2 separate regions of the Rattus norvegicus genome follow, and region 2 is linked to region 1. Evidence: chromatin contacts called from public Hi-C data. All regions are on one chromosome and are shown on one strand. Each heading gives the region's core, a stretch centred on a gene start, on an enhancer-like site or on the middle of the called end of the contact. The rest is flanking DNA. Distances are from core to core; before and after follow the strand shown.

What was found. A called contact is a pair of places that touch in the nucleus more often than the background predicts.
Region 2: a contact with region 1 is called in a Hi-C map of psoas muscle, with 6 times the contacts expected there. The contact joins two enhancer-like sites. A contact is called at or near these places in 2 of 12 Hi-C or Micro-C datasets (hepatocytes and psoas muscle).

What each region holds. Positions count from the first base shown.
Region 1 is chr19:62,362,270-62,367,365 of GRCr8, reverse strand. The region is part of intron 3 of Cmip (c-Maf-inducing protein); the gene reads right to left. Among named protein-coding and RNA genes, the nearest start is that of Plcg2, 91 kb to the left of the region's middle. Within about 2 kb of position 2,610, at least 7 of the 93 cell types and tissues checked have an H3K27ac peak or open chromatin away from gene starts, as enhancers often do.
Region 2 is chr19:62,428,347-62,433,442 of GRCr8, reverse strand. No RefSeq gene overlaps it. Among named protein-coding and RNA genes, the nearest start is that of Plcg2, 25 kb to the left of the region's middle. Within about 2 kb of position 2,347, at least 5 of the 93 cell types and tissues checked have an H3K27ac peak or open chromatin away from gene starts, as enhancers often do.

The sequences.
Region 1 (5,096 bases), core at 1,361-3,860:
TATTAATTCCATTGCGGTGAGAATTGCCAGGACAGTCCATCCTCAGGGTATCTCACTGCACACTCTACTTGTGCACAGTGGCAGCTCTCAACGTGGAGCCATTTTGGTAGCCAGCTGCAAGCTATTATGTTTGAAAGAATTACTTATTTCTATAAAGATGTTATGCACTCACATTAAAGAAAATTGAAACCATACTGAAAAGCACAAAGAGGAGAGGGAAGAAGAAAAAAAAAAAAACCTCAAAAATCCTATCATCCAGAAATAACTATCATTAATATATGTGGCAAACATGGTCCCCCGCCACCCCTCACGTAAACTCTGCAAACATGGCTGGCCGTGGTGGCACTTGTCTACAACCCAATACTCATCTGGGTGCCAGAGACCATGGGTCTGCTATGAGGTGGCTGAGCCAGGGAAATGCTTGCCGGGCAAGCATGAAGACCTGAGTTCGAATCCCTAGCACCCACGTAGAAAAGCTAAGGGTGGCAGTATGCAGCGCTGGGGAGGTGAAGCCAGGAGGGTCCTTCCGGCTCAATGGCGAGCTAGTCTTAGCTGAGTCACCGAGCTCCAGCCACAGTGAAAGAACCCGTCTCAAACACACGGAAAGTAACTAAGGGAGACACCAAACTCTGACTGACCTGTGGGTCACACCCCCCTTGGGAGTCAAACAAACCTTTTCACAGGGGGTCATATATCAGATATCCTGCAATCCGATGTTTACATTAGGACTCACAATAGTAGCAAAATTACAATTAGGCAGTAGCAATGAAATAATTCTATGACTGGGGGCAGGGGTTTGGGGGTCCCCACAGTAAAAGGGGTGCAGCATTAGGAAGGTTGAGAACCACTATCATTGAGACAGAGAGGAAGGGAGTTAGAGGCAAACAGGACCTATCTTCAGTGCCTGCGCAAACCAGCTTCAGAGACCAGTTCCTTGTCTTCAGTGACCTGGCCTTGGTACTGACTGATCCCCACCCCCCCATGCCCCCTTGGCGCTGAGGGATGACTATTGTATAACCAGGATACCTGATTTCAGAGACAGTGTTCAGACACGACGCCAAGGCTGTGACAAGGGCTAACATTCACCTAACACCGGGTAGGAGAAGGCACATGGTTTGCTAGGCGCTCTGAGCATTGTTGTAAAACCCTGGGTGCTGGAGTCTTAGCCCAAGGTTAGACTACCCTGCAAGCAGCCACTCAGCCACCGGACTGAGTTCAAGTAACATCTGACTGGCAGATCAATGAAAAGAAACAGCGGGCAGAGTGAGGAAGAGACGGGGAGACCCCTCTTCTCGTTGGCCATCTGAAGGCAAGACAGTTCTCCGACAGCTCTACTGGAGTCACCCGGGGAAGTTCAGCCAGGGTTCTCACTCTTGTTTCATCTGCTCTGAACGGCCACAGTCTGATCTAGAGGCATGGGTTGAACAAGAGCCACCCGTGTTCCTACCGGCATGTGGGGGACACAGGCTTCATTAAGTTGGGCTAAGTGACCTTGAATAAATTATTCCAGACCATCTATCTACCCAGCCAAACCGATTATGCTCATCTCTGTACATTAAAAACAAATTGAAAAAAAATTTTAAAGAAACCGAAAACTTGAAGACCTTGTCGGGTACAGGGGATGAGATGGGTGAGCAGCCAATAGGCAGCACCTTCTACCCTGATGTTATGGAAACCTGACAGTGCCATCTATGTGGGCAGCAGTAAGTCACTTCTCAAGGACTCCTCACAGCTGGCTTGAGGATGTTCTCAAGGCCATAAGCATTCGGGACACTACTCCACGGTGCCCATGGTGAGCAGCCTGCAAAGGCAAATGGTGCCAGGAGTGGGGTGGAGTGGCCACAGCAGCTGCTGCAGGACTGTTGGGATCTTGATGCACAACACAGCCCCAGCCAGGAGGGGGAAATAACCAGGCTAAAGCTAGGCAGTCATGAAGCTCTAAAGGGCTCACTCCTTCTGTCATGTCCCTCAGGACCAGTGGTGTCAAGGACGCTCGGTGGCAGGTAAGGGCCAGGAATAAACCCATGGGCTGGACACCAGTGACTAGCAGGTGAGACATAGGAGAGGAGTTGGGTGGGGCAGAACATCCAGGGTTCCAGGTCCTTAGCCACACCCCAGGTGACACGTTAGCATCATCCCAGGAACTCTGAAGAGCTCAGCAGGCAATGAGTCACCAATGGGGCTAAGATGAAGCCACTTCTAGAATCCTAGCTCTCTGGAGGTGACACAGTCTTCCCATTGAGCCTGTCCTGCCAGAAACCACGAGTGGCTTCTGTCCAATGTGTGCCTCATGGGCCACTGGAGTCCTTGACCTGAGCTGGGGAAGAGGGGACAGGGGTCCTGGAGCTGTCTTGTGGCCGGACACATGACTGATGTTAGAAGATCTGATAATGACATAGTGTGGGACCAGCAACATGCGGCCTGTGTTCAAACCCGGCTGTTTGTACACAATGACACCCCATCCCCCAAAAGGGGGTTTTCTAAGAGTTGTAAAATTCAAAGCAAACAGAACATGCAACAGAAATTTGAGCGAGTGGGGCTCTTAGAGCCCCAAAGAGCTGCCATCTGGCCCTTCATCAACTGTGCTGTGCCAAGCCGTGGCTCATGACTCAGATCCCAGTTTGGGAGAAGACACGTGAAAAGACGCTCACAGCTGCCAACATGGGGCAGGGCGGGGCGGGGCGGGGCGGGGCGGGGCGGGGCGGGGCGGATATACTCAAGGTCATCCTTGAATGTGTAAGAGTTCAAACCCAGCCTGAACTACCAGAGCCTGTGTTTCAAAAAACAAAACAAAAACAAAAAACAAAAAAGCAAAACAAACAAAGATGGGGGTGGGAGTGATGATTCTCCATTACAAGCTACTTTGGAAATACACAGTTCAATGGTACAGAAATACCTCTGGGATGGCTGGGATGGAAAAGACAAACAATACTAAGTGTCGGTGAGGATGTGGTTGAACTAATCCTAGCGCACTGCTCTTGGGTGGGGGGTGGGAGTGGGGATGGGGGTGGGGATTAAAAATGGACAGTTATGGGCTGGAGAGATGGCTCAGTGGTTAAGAGCAGTCACTGCTCTTCCAGAGGCCCTGAGTTCAATTCCCAGCCACCACACGGTAGCTCGCAACCATCTGTAATGAGATCCGATGTCCTCTTCTGGTGTGTCTGAGGACAGCTACAGTGTACTTGTATAATAAATAAATTAATCTTTTTTTTAATGGACCGTTACATAGCAAAATCACTCAACAGCCCCTCCTTCCCATCCTCTTGTCCTGGGGCTCAAACCCAGCAGGAGTTCCTACCACTGAGCTGTGGCTCTGTCTGTCTGACAGAAAAATGCTAAGCGCGCATTCACAGCATAGCTCAGTAATTGTTTTTAACACCCTCCCTGCTCCCAAAAGAAAAGCCAAGTCTCACAGAGGCAAATCCGTGAGTTTCCCCCAAGACAAGGTCAATCGCTTTCAAGGAAGGAGCTCATGGCTGAACAGGATGTGCAGAGCCAAGTACTGGGGGAAAAAAAAAGAGTGAACGTATCTTGTGCCACTGTGCCTCGTGACCGAAGTCAGATATAAGGCACAAACTGTAGGATTCCTTTTATGTGAAATTCCTAGAAAAAAAAGTCCAATTACAGACAGAAAGTGAAGCAGCCAGTGCTGGGGCTGCAAAGGGGAAGCGGGGATTCACAAAGGGCATCTTTAGGGGGGTAGCCATGTCCTGAAACCAGACTGGGGTAACAGCTGCTCAAGCCTGTAAGTTTACTAAAATCATCGAGTAGTACACTTACGATGGCTAAACTTTAATGACATGTAACTTATACCTCAAACGAGCTCTTTTAAAATATATAAAATGCCTTCCTAGGAAGACAGCGGCAGACAAAGCCACAAGCAGCATGACCTGTTAAGAATATGGGTTTTTCAATAAGCAGACTTCATTTCAAATCTCAGTTCTGTTTCTATCATCTCCCCATCCACCTGACCATCAGCTCTTTTTTTTAAAGAAAAATATGTATTTATTCTTATTTCATGTACCTTGGTGTTCTGCATGCTTGTGTTTGTATGTGAGAGGGAATCCCCTGGAACTGGAGCTACAGTTGTGAGCTACCATGTGGGTGCTAGGATTTGAAGCCAGGTCCTTTGGAAGAACATCTGGTGCTCTTAACCACTGAGCCATCTCTCTAGTCCTTGACCATCAGCTGTTCATGCACCCATCCATCCATCCATCCATCCATCCATCCATCCATCTATCCATCCATCCACCCATCTTCCTGTCTCCCATCTACTCACCCATTTACCTCCATTTATCTACCCATTCCTCTACTCGCCCATCCATATTCATCCACCCATTTCCCTACTCATTCACCAATCCATCTCCCACCCACTAATCTAACCAGTCTTTCACCCAAGAGTTTATCCACTCATCATCCATCTGGTCCTCACCCATCCGCTTTCTGGTTTATCCATCCTTCACCCATCTCTTCACTGCCCGTCTGCCACTCACCTACCGCCCACGTACTCACCACGCACCTAACTAAGACCACGTGAAGCCTTCTACTCTAACGCGCCCGGTATTACGCTGTAAGCCCTGAGGAGACTGTGGAAAGAAGGGCAGACGGGCCCTGGGATTTAGTCTATTGTTTGTAGTCCTTCATCTGCACAGCAATAAAAGAATAACTACTACCAAGGATTTGCTGTGCTGCCCGCGAAACGACAGGCGTGAGGCGTCTCATCTACTTCCTGACTACACAACTGTGGATAACATCACCTACCCAATCCTAGGAGGGAGTGGTCCAGAGCAGGCAAGACTAAGAAAGGCTCCCAGCATCTGTGGCAAAGCCGAACCAGCCAACAATAAACAGAACCAGCAGGCAGAGTCTCCTGTTTCCCCTCTGGCAGAGCCAGTCAACTCCACGGCTGTCCTCACCCTCTCTGCTTGTCAGGGAAGGGACGTTACCTGGGCAACACCAGCCATCTCTCTGGAAACTGTTCCTGCGGTAGGAGCAGGCACAAGACACTGGGGTTCCCGAGCCTGAGAGTGTGGAGCCTCTTAGCTCTTCCACAGGAGACTAGCTGTCATCAGGTGGGTGTCCCTCACCAGGAGGTG
Region 2 (5,096 bases), core at 1,098-3,597, 66 kb before region 1:
ATGGGTCCCCATGTTCTCAAAATATTCTTTAGAGGGGCTGGAGAGATGGCTCAGCGGTTAAGAGCCCCGACTGCTCTTCCAGAGGTCCTGAGTTCAATTCCCAGCAACCACATGGTGGCTCACAACCATCTGTAATAAGATCTGATGCCCTCTTCTGGTGTGTCTGAAGTCAGTGACAGTGTACTTACATATAATGAATAAATCTTTAAAAAAAATAAAAAATAAAAAATAAAAAAAAATATTCTTTAGAGAACCATGCCTCAGTTTCCCTGTGCAGGAAAAGCCCATTTGTCCTTGAAGGACCCATTGAAGAGATAGATAGGCACACTCTGTTCAAAGCCAACACCAACAGGGACATTACAGCCATTCTCAGCCATCCAAAGTTCATTCGAGGTGGACTCTGGGCCCTGTGATGAGAGTTACAGAGGTGTGAAGCTGCTCCTTACTGTCAGAGGGACTCTCCTGGGTGGTTAGTGAGCTCCAGGACACTCTGGTCACCTTGGCTTTGATCCTTCCAGTGCATAGCCCTGCATCCACTAGGAACTGGGCACAATGTCCAGAAAAGGCTTTCAGAACTTATATCAAGTAACATTCTGTCATCTTGAATCTTCCAAGGCTTCTAGCCCCTGCTGGCTAACCCTGGTCATGCAACACCTCCATCCTATCTTTCTACCACTTCATATACCTCATCAACCAACCCCTCAGGGCTCTGCCTGTTTGAAGGGGCCTTGTTCCTTTAGCCTCCAGGTCTTTGGCCACACAGGTCTTTCTACTGTGCCCTACTCTCTGTCAGGGTAGATATCAGGCAATGAAACACAGAAAGAATTGCTAACCAGGAACTGGGAACTGACAAGGTTCCACATTCCCATATCACCCCGCACTGCCTCTCTCCATCAGACAGAGACCGACACTGCCATCCTAGGAGAGGCTGAGAAGGGGGTCATGCCACTCACAGAACAGTACTGAGCGTGTCTTGACTTGGGAGGACTCCATGTTAGTCTGCTTCTTGCTTTCAGGATACTTTGGAAAATTCTGGAGACTCCCAGAGAACTTTTCAGAAATGAATTCTCCTGAGCTCTGCCCCAGGGGAAGATCCTAGCCTGAAAGCCTGAAGCTCAGTTCTGCCTCACTACCCTGTCAGCTGTGCAACTCTCAGCCAGTGGCTGCCCCTCTCTGGGCCTCTTTCTACCTCTTGAATATGGACTAGTGGCCCTCAGGTCATGGGTCCTCTCTAGGGAAAAACAGAGGGGAATTATAGCCTTGGTTGTGATGAGCCCCAAACTGTCTGGAATCCAGCAGCACCCCCGAGTGCTAAAATAATTGGAGGTCTCCCTTTCCCAGTCTAACCCTAAAAGCTGTTACCACAGGACATTTAGACTAAATGGTACGCTTTCTCCACTGCTGGGCAGTACCACACAGCATCTTGAGGCAGTGCCTCACCCCCTCCAGGCCCCACCAAGTTCTGCCCTAACTTTCACTTCCCTGTCTGTGGTCTCTGCACCGGTCTGGTACACATTCTTATCTAAACAGGCACCCAAAACTCACCAGGGCACTGGCTGTCAGTCAGGGTGACTGTGACCCCTAGGTAAGCTTCCTAGAGCCAAGTAAGTAAAAACACCTGATCTTTGGGACACAGTGACACAAAAAGCCATGAGCTGTTTATCTGCAGTTAAATGAAATGGGCAGACCATGTCAGCTCTATGCCTAGGGACATCTCCCTGTCTGGAGACATATCTATCCCAACTGAAGATGCTTCTGGAGACAGATGGCATCAAGTGGGGAGGGGCTCCCTTGGCAGAGAACAACCCAGGCATAGGTGGCAGGAATGATGAGACTACAGGACCCCGTGACTAAACAAACCACAGCATTCTCAGGACCACATCCAAAGGCACGGTGGTCAAGTCGGGGAAACCAAGGCAAGGGTGCCGTGTCTCCGTTTGTTGCAGTCTCGTGCTGTGATTTCTCCCTGCTAAAGTCAACACGGAGCTGTGTAGAGAGTATCCAGGAAAAGAAGGAGCAGGAAAAGAAGGGTGGAGCCCTCCAGTGTCCCCGGGTACCTCACACCACCACCAGCACTGGACACTACCTGATGTGCTAGACTGTTACCGATAACGCCACCAGGGGGCAGCAGAGACTGGGAAGTGGCTGCAGGCTCCTCCCTCCCCAACTCCTGATCTAGGAAGGCACCAGGCTTGTAAGCTGCCGGGGCACAGGAGTCGGGGGCACACGACACTGGGAGTGGGATTCTATTTCCTAAACAGGGCTGAAAAACACAGGTTCAAGGTTCTGGGGTGTCTTTTGACACCATTTGTGTAGCAGTGACCCGAGGGCTGTAAGCTAAAAATCTACACACACATGTGATATATACAAGGTGGTGAAAGGAAAGAGGTTCTGATGTGTGTATAGGTGATGGGAACTGAGGAGGGCTCACTACCTTCCTCTTGATTTACTTGTGAGTCTAAGGCTGCCAAGACAAGAGAACCTGGCTTTTGATGAAGGGGACTGTGGTCAAGCCTGATGACCTGAGTTTGGTCCCTGGGACCCACATGGTAGGAAAAAACCCAACTCCCATAAATTGTCCTCTACGAACTCAAGTCTCTCTCTCTCTCTCTCTCTCTCTCTCTCTCTCTCTCTCTCTATCTCTATCTCTATCTCTATCTCTCTCTAAAAACACACACACATACACACACACTCAAAAGAAAGAAAGAAAGAAAGAAAGAAAGAAAGAAAGAAAGAAAGAAAGAAGGAAAAGTATGCACCTTTAATCCCAGCACTCAGGAGACAGAGGTAGGCAGATCTCTGAGTTTGAGGACAGCCTGATCTACAGAGAGAGTTCCAGGACAGCCAGGACTACACAGAGAAACCCTTTCTTAAAAACAAACAAACAAACAAACAAACAAAAAAGCAAACAAAATTACAGAGCATAACTAGTAAGAGTTTTGTTTTCTTTGTTGTTTGTTTGTTGTGCTGTTTTTGGTTTGGTTTTTGACACAGGGTTTCTCTGTGTAGCCTACCCAGTTAGGGGCTTGCTTTTCAAATGGTCCGGTGGATGGAAACCCGGGCCTTCTGTCTGTTAGGCATGTGCTCTTGGTCGAGGGAGTGCTATTTCCTCAGTCAAAGTGGATCCATTGCTTACATTCTTTATTTGTTTTTGTTTGTTTGTTTGTTTTGTTGTTGTTGTTTTTGTTTTTTCAGAGCTGAGGACCGAACCCAGGGCCTTGTGCTTGCTAGGCAAGCGCTCTACCACTGAGCTAAATCCCCAACCCCCATTGCTTACATTCTTAGGGACACTTTAAAAGCCAATTTATATAAAACACAATTAAAGAGTTCCCAGGCAATCACAAGGTCCTGACTTCAAAATATAAAACTGAGAAAGAACAAGGAAGGATAAATAAAGCAATGAGCTGACAATGGATGGACACGTGAGCCCAGTGTAGGCTGTGGGCCTGTGAGATGGCTCAGCATGTCAGGGTGCTTACAACCAAGCTTACAACCTAAGCTTAGTCCCTCGGACCCTCATGGCAGAAGAGAACAAACTTCCAGACATTGTCCTTTAACCTCCACTTGTACACTGTGGGGCACGTGTACCTGCACACACACAGACACAATTACTTATGTCTACACAAAACACAATAAACGATTTTAAGTTGGGTATATATAGACAGTGGAATATTATACAGCCCCAAAAGGATGGCAGTGATGACCCACACTGCGATAAGGGTGGCCCTGGAAGACGTGTTCAATGAGATAAGCCAGACATAAAGGACATACATTGTTTGAATCCACTTATCCAAGATCCACAGAGTACCTAAACGGAGCAGTTAGAGACTCACATCAGAAAGACATTGTCAGGCACTGAGAGGGGTGATCAAAGGGAGAAGTTAGCAACCCGTATGTAGGAAAAAATGACTCAAACAGGGGCTATGGGTGGAGCTCAGGGCTCCACCTGGTACACACAAGAAGGTTAAAATGAAACATTTAGGATATACTAATTTATATTATATTTAGTGGCTCGGGAACGGGTGGGTGCGGGGCATGCACATTCCATAGCACACATGTGAAGGTCAAAGGATAACTTGTGGGAGTTGCTTTTCTTCCTCCACCACGTGGGTCTTGGAGATTCAACTCAAATCACCAGGACAGTGACAAGTGGCCTCAGCTGGTGAGCTATCTCATTGCCTGGTGCTTGCGAACCACATGCAAACAGAAACAAAATGTATTTCCACAAGCAACAATGTTTCACATCTCCTGCTCAGGTAATTTAAAATGTTTGAGGGGCTGCTTTCCCATGCAGCCAAGGACCAGAGCTAATTCCCACCTCGTCTCAGGTGTTGATGCCCTGGGCAAGTAGCTAGTACCTCCATGGACTGACCTGCAGACACTGTGCCTTCAAGAGGCAGAAGTGAACTCCCACCAGGCTGTCCCTGCCTCACCGGAGAGAAATGTGTTCATCGGGTCCTGAGCAGGGAGAGGTAGCTGTGGCCAAAACGCCCATGTGCAGGAAGCTAGAGAGCTGGTAGCTGCAGAAAGTCACACCGATTTAAGGGCAGAAACAGATCCTACTGGAAAGGGGGGACCCTTGAGACACTGCAGGAGTTTGGAGAATGTGAAGTGGAGGACTGGGGTCAGGAATCCAACCCTTACCTTGTCTCTCTTCCACACAGATTGTCAAAAGCTCACACCTGGGCCAGCATCAGAACAGCATCCAGAAAAGACCACGGTGACCAACCAGGGTCAAGAGTGACAGCAACATGAATGACATCGTGCCCTTTATCTGCCCTCACGGCCACGCTGGGGAAGAAATAGTGGGGAACAGGGAAGGAGTGAGCAACTGGCCTTCTTCAGCAGTTATTAAGAAACTAGAGGGGGGGGGTTGGGGATTTAGCTCAATGGTAGAGCGCTTGCCTTGGAAGCACAAGGCCCTGGGTTCGGTCCCCAGCTCAAAAAAAAAAAAAAAAAAAAAAAAAAAAAAAAAAAACTAGAGGAGGCTGGAGAGATGGCTCAGCGGTTAAGAGCACTGACTGCTCTTCCAGAGGTCCTGAGTTCAAATCCCAGCAACCACATGATGGCTCACTACCATCTGTAATGGGGTCCGA